Linked DNA regions of Mus musculus: all the other regions are linked to region 2. Evidence: chromatin contacts called from public promoter capture Hi-C data. All regions are on one chromosome and are shown on one strand. The core of a region is the stretch at or near the end of the contact, and the rest is flanking DNA. Distances in the headings are between cores, read along the strand shown.

Region 1 (3,913 bases), core at 309-2,808, 1.2 Mb before region 2:
GACAGCTACAGTGTACTTATATACACTCAAAATAAATAAGTCTTAAAAAAAAAGAAAGAAAAGAAAAGAAAAAGAGAAAAAGAAGTCCTACCACTTAGAGTACTGGTTCCCAACCTTCCTCATGCCTTTAATACACTTCTTTATATACTTCTTTATACACTTCTTTAATAACCTCCGTTTAATACACTTCTCATGCTGCGGTGACCCCCAGTCATAAGATTATTTTTATTGCTGTAACAGTAATTTTACTACTGTTACAAATCATAATGTAAATATCTGATAATCAGGAGATCTGATCTGTGATTCCTAAAGGGACCTCCACCCACAGGTTGAGAACCACTGACTTACAGAGATTTACAAAGCTCTAAGGATGAAGAGAGAGCATCCTTTGCACAGCAGTGAGCTTCCAAGAACAGATGCATGTGGCTCAGAGCAAGATTATACTGCAAGGTAGAAAGGGGAGAGAAGGGAGGGGCAAGGCAAGAAGGAAAGGTGGTGGTACCTCCATTTGTACACACGCTGGGAACAAAGGAGTGTGATAAATTAAACTAGATTATAGTAGACCTAAGTACGAAGTTAGCATTAAAAAAAAAGATAAATGAACTCTTATGATGCTGCTGACCATAGTGCCATAGTGATGACGTTTTTCTTAATTTCTGACCCATCATATACCAACCAACAGTTTTTCAAATTAAATAAAATTCTCTTCTTGTCATGATGATGCCAGATGGTTGTAAAGTTTCTTAACTCGTGTTTTCCATATTCCTATCTCCTCATAACCTCTCTGGAAGCTTTTGAAAAAGTAACACCATTCCATTTATTAATCATGTTCTCATTTGTTTTCATTTGAGTCCTGGGGAGCCTAGGGCTATAGGATGCTAAGCCCTATTTCTGCCACTGAAGCTACTTAACACTCCTTACTCAATATCCCTCTTAAAGATGGGGTGCCACATAATAATCCTGATGCAGGAGGCCAAGTTTTCTCAAACAGACCACCCAAAGCTCGAACTATTAAGGAAAAAAATATTATTCTGTAATCATATTTAAAACTTCTATTTTAGCTGGGAGTGGTGGTGCATGCCTTTAAGTCCCAGCAAAGGCAGGTGGGTCTTTGGGAATTGGAAGCAAGTTGGCAGTCTTACATAGTGAGTTCCACCATGACAGCCAAGACTGCACACTGGGGCTAGGCTCAAGAAAACAAAACAAATCTAAAACACAACTTTCTTATCATCAAAAGAAGGCCCCATTGAAGAAATCTTCTTGCTGCTAATGGAGAAACAAACACTGTTGGAGCAGACATCTATAATACAGGGAAGCTAAAGCAGCCGGCACCTAGGAAGGACAGACTCCAGGGAGATCGGGCAGAGACTTAGAAGGCCACCATAGAGGAGGATTCTGTCGTAGGCATCAACAACAGGAAACTGCAGAATGAAACGCCAGAGGCTTCTACTAGGAACCCAGGAAAAAGCTCGAAGCGACAGTGATTCACAGAGCAGTTGGCAGTGGGATAGTAAACAAAGCTGAAAGTGAGCAGCTCTCCCCAGGGAGAGTAACCCTAGAGTAGCTCTCTGTCCACATAGCAGCTTACTCACAGAAATGGCAAGCCTAGGGCAGACATGTTTGCCTATCCACGGGTGACTGGGAAGCCTGGAGGTAACCACAGGGAAGAAGTCAAAAGGGCCTTGCCATGGTCGGGAAATCCAAGTTATTTCCTGGTCGGTATGGTAGCGCCCTGGGGGTGTACAGCTTGTGCAGAACCATGGAGCTGTGCCCCCATTTCCTGTCTAGGTCTATGTGATATCTTGGATGTAACAATCAGTTAAAATTCAGTTGGTCACACTATTAGGGAAGAGAGGTGTTTCTTTCTTGTTCATTTTTAAAATTATTTTAATGTAATCAGTTTTTAAATGCAATTATTTTAATTCTTTAATGTTATTTTAATTGTTTTAATATTATTGACCTTTGAGGAGGTACTGTGCCTACTGTGATGTCTGTAGTCTGTGGAAGAACTAATACAAGCAAAGGTACCAGTTTGGTCCGTGCTACATGTTGTTTCACTGGGCCACAGGTATCTTTCCTATACTACCTAGCTTTATGATAGGCTGTTTAATTTCTAAGTAGGAATTTTCCCTGAAGACTCCGGTCTCAAAAAACCACAAAACTAAATAAAAGGTAAATAGATGGAGTTGGCTGGTTAGATGGATGGATGGATGGATGGATGGGTGGGTGGGTGGATGGATGACCTATATAGTACTGGGGATGTACCATTAGTAGCCTGACTGCCTAAGGATGCACAAACCCCTACGTCAAATCCTAGGAGCAATGGAACAGTGAATTTGGTAGTGTGAGCTTGCAATCTCAGTGGAGGCAGGGATGACCAGGATTAAAGTCACCCCAAGCTATAAAGAGAGTTTCAGGGCAGCCTGAGCTACAAGAAACCCTGTCTCGAAAACAAAAACAAGGTTGGGTGTATTGTTCCATACCTTAATCTCAACACCAGGGAGGGAGGTATCTAGTCTACGTGAGTTTTAGCCCATCCAGGGCTATATAGTTAAGACTTTATCTCAAAAATAAACCAGACCAGAATTAAGGAATAGATAGTAAGTTAGTCATTTCAAAATTCTTTTCCTTTTAAGGGCAGGGCTGGGAGGCAGGATAGACAAGGTGGCATTTAGGAGTTACTTTAAATCACTCTTGTTTAAGGGTTAAAGCAGAGAGCTTTGTTATCTTGTGTGGTGACACTGGACAGTTTGCAGATTTGATTGCTATCTCTTCATTCTTGGAATGCTGACAAACGCATTGCTCTCTATCTGGTGACAGGGAATTTCAGCATAGTGACTACGCCAATTTGGGTTTTTAATCTTTTGTTTTGTGGGCCAGTGAAGGAGCCTGTCCTAAAAGCAGAGCCATCATCTGTAATTGCTATTTAAAGCTACATACTATGATTGGCATGCCATTGAACTGTGCAAGCTGAGTGAAGTGGCTGGGTTAGGGGTCTGCCTTGGAGGTGGTCAGCTTCAGAAAGCATCTGAAACCTTGGCAGACAATGCTGGAGAAAGGCAATGGCCTGGAAATTACTACCAGGAAACAGTGAGCTTTTTGGGTTAGGTACAGAAGGAAGAGAATGAATGTGGACGTACTTGAAGATTCCTCTCCTGTTACGAGTGAGCGTGTTGGAAACCAGAAATGCTAATTAATTTGTTGGAAGCCATTTAAGTTAGTTACATCCCCAGCATCCAGGTCAGAACTGTCCCAGCTTCCAGCTCCACAATGTCATTCTGAAAAGTTAAACTCAGTGACAGTCCTGACCTCTGTCTGGCTCAGCTGATGACATCAAAGTGAGAGTCTGCCGTTGCCCCCAGTGGGTGTGTGGTGGCAAGGCCTGAAGTCCTCAGTCAAGAGCGTGATCCCACAGTCTTCCCCACAGGCCCTGATGGACGAGGTGCAGATGCTACAAGACGAGATCAATGGGCTCCAGGTGTCTCTTGCTGAGGAGCTGGTGGCCGAGTCTCAGGAGTCGGACCCCGCGGAGCAGCTAGCTCTGCAGTCCACGCTCACTGTCCTGGCTGAGAGAATGTCCACCATCAGGATGAAAGCAGCTGGCAAGCGGCAGCTTCTGGAGGTAAATGGGGCCTTGGAGGGGTTTCAGGTCCCACTTCTGAATCAAGCTTTAGCGTCCGTTAGCAGTTCTGGGTACCAATGTGAACCACATGGGTTTTGTTGTTGAAATTACTGGTATTCTCTTTGGTATATGTATTTTTCAAACTTTTATTCTCTTTCCCTCTGCCCCTCCCTCTCCTTCTCCCTCCCTGTCCCCCTCCCTCCCTCCCTCTCTCCCTCCTTCTACCTCCCTCTCTCTCCCCTCCTTTTCTCCTCCCTTCTGCTCCCCTCCCCCTTCCCCTCTCCCTCTCCC
Region 2 (4,077 bases), core at 357-2,856:
AGTTGCTCACTTTAATTTTGGATACAGGACCTGTCATTGGTCTGGATTATGCTGTGTGGGCTGGCCAGTGAGCTTCACGATCTGACCTTCTCTGCCTCTCAGGGACTGGGATGTCAAGAGTATGCCACCATGCCCACATGGGTACTGGGGATGGAACTTAGGTCTTCATGTTTCCCCCAGCCAGTACTTTTACTCAGTACTTAACTGAGCAGTCTCCCTAGCCTGAGCTTCCATTTTTAAACAACTGGTAGAAAAACAGAAATAAGGATACTTCATAGCACGTGAAAACCACATGAAATTGAAATGTCAGTGTCCATAAAATGTTGGATTTTATCAAAAAACTGTGAGAACGTTTTTCCTTATTACAAACGTACCCATGTAACATTTTAAATTCTGCTTTTTAGTTCACTGAACCTTAAGTATTTACTGTCATGCTCATTACACCAAGTTTGTAGAGCTTAGTTTAGTTTATTGTAAAAATAATGACTACTTGTTGCGGGATATATGTGTGACAGCCCCTGGGGGCAGATTATTTTTGCTCATTTGTTTCCATAGCCCCAGTTGGGAATCAAAGCAGAAAAGGGCTTTCCCGCCCTTTGCAGGTAGGTGCCTCTGCACAGCAGTGGCCTAGCAAACTCACTATAGGGTCTGACCAGATGACTCTGCTCAGATCACCACCGGATATAGAATGAACTTTCCAGATACTGCTGCACCGGAACCTGTGTGCTCTCTGAGCAGCGATGCTCCGGAGCGGACCGTACGCCTAGACCTAGAGGGCTTCCGCAAGGGGTTTAGCCCGCCCCTCCTTCAGTAGTGGGACATCAGCAGTGGCGGGATTGTAGGGCCATCCTCCTTGCTTCTCTCCCGCCCAGGGCCGCACCGCCCTTTTCCTGTCGGCGCCACGCCCGGCGCGGTTGCATCAGAGCCGGAGGCGGGCGGTGCACGTGGAGCGGGGCGTGCGGTCCGTGAGGCGCGCGCCGGCTGGGGGGGATGCCCTCATCTACCGGGTCCCATACTCCGGACGTTCCCCTTCGCCCCCACGCCCTCTCTGCCAATCGCAAGGCGTCTCTAGCAAGTCGGAACCAAGCATTCTCTGTTTCCCGCCCTACGAACGGTCCCTCGGGTCTCCCAGCGGCCGAGAGTGCCATTGGGTCCTTGGGTCCCTGGCTAGGGACCTGCCTGTAGACAAACAGGACACTCACCTGACGATGGAGTCCATCCCGGGGGCTTCCGGATTGCCTGGGCCATGGCTGCTGAAGGTTTGGCCATCCTGCAGCCGCCGCCCGCGTAACCCCTCGGGGTCACCACCTCCGCTGCTGCTGCTTCTGCTGCCTGAGCGACACAGCTCACGGAGGCGACACGCCGGGCCCGAGGGCAGCTGCTGGCGGCCGAGCTGGCGAAGCAGGAGAGGGAGGCGGACGCTCATGCTGCTGCAGAGTGCGGGGTGACTGGTTATCCCCAGGCGCCGAGATGCGGCTGCAAGTTCTTCCCCGGGCTGGCGTGGGAGGCACCAGAGAGCCAAGCGGCACAGTAAAGGGCCAGCAGCAGGAAAGACTAGACTCTTCCTCGTGGGAGGAACTGAGGCCCCTAGGGGGCACTGTACCAAGTGGCCGTGACGTTAACAGGGCGGGGGCCAGCGGACGTGAAGCTTTTGGTTGGAGTTGCCAGAAAGTCAAGGCATAGGAGGTGGGGCATCAGCGTGGTGCTGAGCCCTTGCCCTGAGATTGTATGGCCAGCCCTTCTGCCTCAAAACCTGATGCCACCCTTGGTCTTCATAATGCAGCTCACTTTCCTCAGGAGGTAGTGGTCCTAAGTCCAGTTTAGACCTTCAGAAGGAAGTGTTTATTACGTGGGAGGTGGCCTAGGGCTAAATGTCGTTCTTAGAGTTTGCAATGCAAATGCTGGTTTTGTAGCCTTAAGCAGATTAACGTCAATGGTTTTAGGACTGAGTCTTCCAAGTTTATAATTTCCAAGGCTAGTGGGAATAACATAGTAACTTTGTAGACCACAAATGAGGTAGGGTAGAATTTGTGCAAGGCAGAGACCGTTTTTTGAGTGCTCACGCTGTCTTGTGTGCTGGAAAGATATATTTATTAACCCCAACAGATGTAAGAAATGGAACGCCATTCGTCTGATTTCTAACCAGGAGAACCTGCGATCAAGAGAAGTCATTTGGTTTGCTGGCAGAGCTGTGAGCTTGCCCAATTCCACGTGCCCTCCTCCTCTTCCTCTTTTTAAGTTTTACTTGTGTCCTTGAGCTTGCAGCAAGTAAAGGATAGGACAACCTGAAGAAACCAGTTCTCTGATTCTATCTTGGGGTCAGCAGCGGCGTGCTGAGGTGCTGGGCAGAAGGATTGTTCTAGGGATAGAACTCAACTTCATAGGTTTGGCAGCAAGTGACTATACCTGTTGAGCCACCTCACTGACACACGGGGGCCATGTTTTTGAAATGCATGGACAAGCAGGTTCCAAAGAGGGTAAAAAGTTTAAGAAAAAAAAAAATACACACATCTAGTTGGAACTTGGAGCCACAGAAACTTACTCCCTATGAAAAGTGCCTACGATGAGGTTGAGTCAGACAGTGTTTACAGGATATCCTCTGCCTTCCTCACTGCTGTAGGTTGGATATGTGTCCCAAAGGTCCATATATTAAAAACCTGGTCACCCTCTTGGTTACTGGGAGATGGAGGCATATTTTAAGAGTTGAAGCTTATACATGGAGGAATTTAAGCCCTTAGAGATGAGCCCATGGAAGGGATATTGGAATCTATCTTCTGGCCATGTCCATTCATTTATTAGGGCAGGTTTGATAGATGTCCCTTTTAGATTGGGGATCCCTAAACACAACATTTCTCATCTGTGGAATAAACTCAATACTGTGCGACATCTCCCAGGACTGTGGTGCGTCTAGAGGAACAAGAGCTGTGGGAAATGTGAAGCTCACTCTGCCTGCAGGGATAGATAATAAGGCTCTTACCTCTAGCCTGGGAAAGCAAGGCAGGCTGACTTACGAGCTTGTAAACTCCCTTCATGCTTCTTAGCAGTGAGTTCAGGGCTAGTATCAAGCAGGTAGAGAGATAGACCACAGACAGCTGGGTGGACGATGTCACTGTGCTTGTGTGTAGACATACCATGCTGGCTACAATCAGGACGGGGAGGGGTGTGCATACGAGAAGAGTGGAGAAGACAGTTGCCCAATGGCCACTGAGGAATCCCAGTCGTCTCAGAGAAAGATTGCATATAGGGAGGGTGCTTTGGAGGAGCGCACGAGGGGTCCGAGGAAATGACGTCAGTTTTGGACAGTTCAGGTGGAGAAATATGTAAAGCCTCCTGTCCCTCAAGAAGGGAGTCTGGGCCAAAGAGGGGACTTTAGGAAGCAGAATATGAATAGTAGTTTAACCCTCCTGCGACTCGCTAGCAGTCAGGGAGACTCTTGGATCTCCTACATTAGCAGCCTATGGATGGCTGAGGAGTTCAGGCAGAGCAGAGCTGTCAGTGGGTGGGCTTGGATGCAAAGTTCCCTCAAAGGAGCTGCATGTTCTTCATGCTTTGCAGGATAGGCACTCCTCTTCCCTCGAGAGAGTATCCTTCATTACTTATCTAGAACATCTATGCTCAAGCTGCCAACCAAGGCCCTAAAGGAACTGACTCCTCCGGTGGTCAGAGCAGGTGGCCATCACTAATGATGCTACTTCGCCTTTTGTACCTTCTCCTTACACCTCACCACGTTGCCTCTCCAGAATCCAGGACCAATTGGGCCTGCCCACCCTCTGCTCTTCTCTCCTTCTCCTAGATAAGTTGGAAATTCGGATTTTTATTTTTAAACTCCTTTACACATTGTACAAGTCCAATTCAGCCTGTGGGCCAGCAGCTCATAGCCTCCAACGTAACTCATCTATGGAAGAAGGGATTTGCTTACACCGTTCTTTTTGGGGTTCCTTGAGAGCTCTGTGGACAGCCGCACATTGCTATGCCGACAAGGCATTTGGGTGTCTGCACCAAGCCAAAGTTCTGATAACTCTTAAGGCCCTGTTCTTTTGTGCTATGCTAAATCACATGGCTTTGGAATTAGTGAGT
Region 3 (4,196 bases), core at 875-3,374, 1.3 Mb before region 2:
TCACCATATAAGCCAGGAGACGCTAGTAGCTACATCTTGCCCTCTCGCTATCCCCATCAAAAAGCCCCTCTCTCCTGCTTCCTCTCTTCCTCCAAAAGTCCCGCCTACTCTCCCAGTGATTGATGCCTTTATTCATTAGGGGATGGTTCACAAGGAGTCGCCTGAGTAAGTGACTTATTCCTCGGTCCAGAAAAACCCTCCTGGGAAAGCAGGATTAACATCAAAGTACAACAGTACCAGGGCCATCCACAGCACCACTACCCTCCCACAGCCGCACTGTATGCCTGCCTCCCACTTGAAAGAAGCCACAGAAGGGATCTAGAGACTATAGTCCATCTGGATCTGAGACACTGGAGGCAAACAAATTTTGTTTGGTCAAATTTTCTTTTTCTGTTCTTTATTCTTTGTTTTGTCCCAACTAGTTAATGTTCTCCTTGTTAGACACTGTCTTCCTGCCAGAGTGTACAGGCCCCCACAGTTGACTAGTACTGACATATGGCTAAAGCTCCCTGTTGTTACTGAGGAGTTCTCACGGGAAGACTCAGTGCTAAGCTTTGACCAGCATCTACACTGTGGCTCCAAGCTGTATTCCAATCAGAATCACATTTTTATGAGGCATGGAATTAGGAATTGAGCTGAGAAAAAGTATGGCAGATTTACCTTTGAAGTTAATTCTAGCAATAATCATTTGAAAGTTTTTCTATTGGTTAGGATTAAGGTAACTCTATTAGTCACAAAATGAATAATTATCCTTTAAATTACATGTACTTTTAATCTTATTTTTATTTTTTAAATTTAGTTTAATTTTTTTTTAAGACCAGGTTACTCCATGTAGCCCTGGCTGTCCGGGAATTCAGTCTGTAGACCAGGCTGGCCTCAAACTCACAGATACTTACCTGCCTCTGTCTCTTGGGTGCTGAGATTATAATTCAATTCTTGACAGCTTATTTTCTTGTCATTTTGAGAAATTGAGCTGTCTGGGCCAGCTGCCCTCCCCTGGGTCATGGGATGTGAAATGATCCGTTTCACACTGGCTACTGTGGGTCATGAGGCACTAGATGGTTCTTTTCACTCTGGTTAATGGTTAGTAAGACTCACTGGATGGGAAACACTTTGCACATTGAATGAATACCAAAGACACTGTATGGTTGGAAATAGATCTGTACTTCTTATAGCCACCGGAGAAGCTGGCAAGTTCTCTGTGTTCCCTATTACTCCATGTGCCTTCAAGAATAGCATTCAGGCCAAGGCCTGGTCAAGGCATCCAATGCCATCCATCATCTTTTAGAATAAATTCCAAAATTTATGCCACAGCCCATGAATAGACTGTTTTCATAATTTGTCTAACAAAGGAAAAGTTGAGGTGTGGACTTGGGGGACATCTTCTTAAGTCCCCTGCCCCCACCAGGGTCATTTAGTGGTGATTAAACGCATTGTAAGTTGCCACAATTAACAGTCATTGGGATGCTGAAGTCCAGGGATACTACTGGACATTCCATAATGTTTCAGACAGACCTATCCTCACAGAGCTATTTACCTCAGATCTCAGTGGTTCTGAGACTGGACATGCTAACTAGAGGCAGAAAGCAGAACACCAGGATGCTTGTCTTATTTCATTTAACATAGTTGCTTCCAGTTCTACTTATGTCCCATCACAGTACACGATTCTATCTCTCCTTAGAGCAGAATAAAACTACACTGTGGACACATGATGGATTTTCTTTACACTGTAAGCTTTCCTGAGCCATTCCTTGCCTTCCAGCCTTTTATTACAGATGCAATTAATAGCTTTGATAGCTTCCATGACTTGGTCTCTGTTCACCCTTTTGACCACTGATTGACAGCCTCCAGGACTTGGTCTCTGTCGACTCAGGGTTCCCTCTGCTTTGGCTTTTGCACCCACTGTCCATCCTTTGTCGTGTTTGATGGCTCACTTCCTGAATATGTTCCGATCTAACACTCTGAGCAGTCTTGGAGATATGCTGCTTGTGCAGTAGCAATGCTTTCTCCACACCGTCTAGACTCTCAGCACCTTTCTTTCCTACTTCTTGTGCCAGGCATGCATCTGCTGATCTATTACCTTGTTTTTCCTCAGAAGAGTGCCAGTCCATGAGAGCCAAGATTGTGTTATTTGGAGTGCTTTATACACTGTATCTAAAACATATGTTTCCTCAATGCTAAGCAGCTGTGTGTCTGTGTTTCCATGGAGAAATGAAAAAAAATTTCACATAAGCCCTTCTTGGTGGACTCTGAAAAAGGGAAGAGCAGGTGATGAACTTTTTGCATCAAAAGGAACCCTGGTCATATCACTCTGAAGAAGCTCCCCAGCTGACCCTGACAGTGATCTTGTCTCAGGCTATACACAAGCATAACTAAGCAGAGACAAGTGCGCTGCGATTTCTTCTCCTAAATGAGAATGCTGGTAGAAAAATCCAGAGAGTCTGGAGACAAGCCTTACGTTGCCCCCTTCCCAGACCACGCAGACAGCTTTAATTATAATGGGAAGCAGATGGCGGACAAACAGATCCTACAGTGTGTTTGGAATTCTCTCCCATGAGTCACAAATATATTTCAGGACAGTGTGGAAAACACTGACATAACAAGATGATTTTTGATATATCAATAAAAGGCTACCAACTGCACAGTTCGCCACCAAAACAGTGCACCCCTCTTGTTCAACCTGACAATCCTTTTTTTTTTTTCTTTTTCTTTTTCAGGTCAAACACTTCAGAGCTTTGCAAGAGCAGGCCAGGACCTACTTGGATCTCCTTTGCTCCATGTGTGACTTGTCAAACTCCTCAGTGAAAAACACAGCAAAAGATATTCAGCAAACAGAGCAGCTGGTAAATATATATATATATATGTTCATGATTGCAACTAATTGTCTGCTTTGTCTGCCTTGTTATCTTCTCTCCATCTTCAAAGCTGTGAGATTTAAAGAAAATATTTCTGGAGATATTCTTGCTATAACCCTCTTCAAGCCACAGTAACAAGTCAATATGTGATTTATTTTATTTTATTTTATTTTTGCCATCCCAGAAAGGAAGGTAGATACTAAGTCAGTGGAGTCACCACTGAATTGTTTAGTCTGTACAACCACCACCGCTGGCACCTTCCTCCACCTTAATTACCAGTCTCTCGTGGTTTTCCTAGTCCCTCGCGCCTCTTTCTGTTGTTCTTTTCTCCTTTCCCATCCTGTTCTTTAAGGAATACGCTGAAGAGTCCACTGCCCTAGCTTTTTTATATAAGGCCCACCAACGGGCTACTGCTTAAATCCTTCCAAAGGGTGACAGTTGTAATAAGACAAATTATACACTTCCAAAAACCAGAAGGGCAGATCTAAAGACAATCTAAAACATTGATAGGGCTATGTACAGCAGTGTGGTAAATCTGAAATCCCACTCCTGGGGTCCGGGTAAAGGAGGTTGAAACAGGAGGATTGCCAGAATTTCTAGGCCTGTATAATTCACTTTCCAAAAAATAAATAAATAAAAAAGCAGATAACAACATTAAACCATGTTTTTAAAGATGAAGAAACAAATATATAAGAGATGTGAGCCTTTCTTAATTACTCAAATCCCAATTTTCCAGTCAAATAGATGTATTTACTGCTTGGCCTAAATGGAAAAGCTCTTGGGGAACTCTTTGATCTCATACATTGGTAAAATTTCTTGGATCTTTGCAGCACTGATTAAAAATCACACAGGAGAACTCTTAGATGTTTTAATTCGTTGGAAACTCTTAAGCCTAAAGGAAATCTGTTTTTCTTTGATACAAAGAAAGAGGTGCCTTTCGGATCTGGCTGAGCGGGAGCACAGGACCAGGCTCTTCCCAGCAACCCACTGACAACCCAGAGGTTAGATTCACTGAACAGAGATGAGGTACGGAAAATGAACTAACATTTAACTGTGTTTCCTCCAGATTGAACAAAGGCTGGTCCAAGCACAGAACTTAACTCAGGGCTGGGAGGAGATCAAGAGCCTGAAGGCCGAGCTCTGGATTTACCTACAGGATGCTGACCAACAACTCCAGAACATGAAGAGGAGGCACACTGAGCTGGAGATAAATATTGCTCAGAACATGGTCATGCAAGTGAAGGTAGGAACTGATGCCCGCATGGGGTCAGGGGTCAGGGAGGAAGCCAAGACAGAGCAAGAGATGCAATGCACTCAATATATTCGCTTCTGTACGCCCAG

The links. Promoter capture Hi-C pulls out the DNA fragments that hold promoters and counts their contacts.
Region 1: a promoter capture Hi-C map of pre-B cells shows a contact between it and region 2, with 8 times the contacts expected there. The contact joins the enhancer-like site here to the promoter of Mthfd1l in region 2. A contact is called at or near these places in 5 of 39 promoter capture datasets (the 3T3-L1 cell line, the C10 cell line, the HPC-7 cell line and 1 more) and 2 of 115 datasets of contacts at active chromatin or transcription factors (fibro-adipogenic progenitors and large pre-B cells).
Region 3: a contact with region 2 is called in a promoter capture Hi-C map of pre-B cells, with 6 times the contacts expected there. The contact joins the enhancer-like site here to the promoter of Mthfd1l in region 2. A contact is called at or near these places in 4 of 39 promoter capture datasets (the 3T3-L1 cell line, the C10 cell line, cranial neural crest and 1 more) and 1 of 115 datasets of contacts at active chromatin or transcription factors (astrocytes).

Annotation. Positions count from the first base shown.
Region 1 is chr10:5,175,431-5,179,343 of GRCm38.p6, reverse strand. Syne1 (spectrin repeat containing, nuclear envelope 1) reads left to right here. Exons shown (of 146, transcript NM_001347711.1): 95 at 3,416-3,622. Among named protein-coding and RNA genes, the nearest start is that of Gm51757, 150 kb to the left of the region's middle. Within about 2 kb of position 1,558, at least 42 of the 459 cell types and tissues checked have an H3K27ac peak or open chromatin away from gene starts, as enhancers often do.
Region 2 is chr10:3,970,604-3,974,680 of GRCm38.p6, reverse strand. It overlaps Mthfd1l (methylenetetrahydrofolate dehydrogenase (NADP+ dependent) 1-like), which reads right to left and starts at 1,606. Exons shown (of 28, transcript NM_172308.4): 1 at 1,203-1,606. The coding sequence starts at 1,426.
Region 3 is chr10:5,233,214-5,237,409 of GRCm38.p6, reverse strand. It overlaps Syne1 (spectrin repeat containing, nuclear envelope 1), which reads left to right. Exons shown (of 146, transcript NM_001347711.1): 74 at 2,718-2,843; 75 at 3,922-4,098. Among named protein-coding and RNA genes, the nearest start is that of Gm51757, 92 kb to the left of the region's middle. Within about 2 kb of position 2,124, at least 31 of the 459 cell types and tissues checked have an H3K27ac peak or open chromatin away from gene starts, as enhancers often do.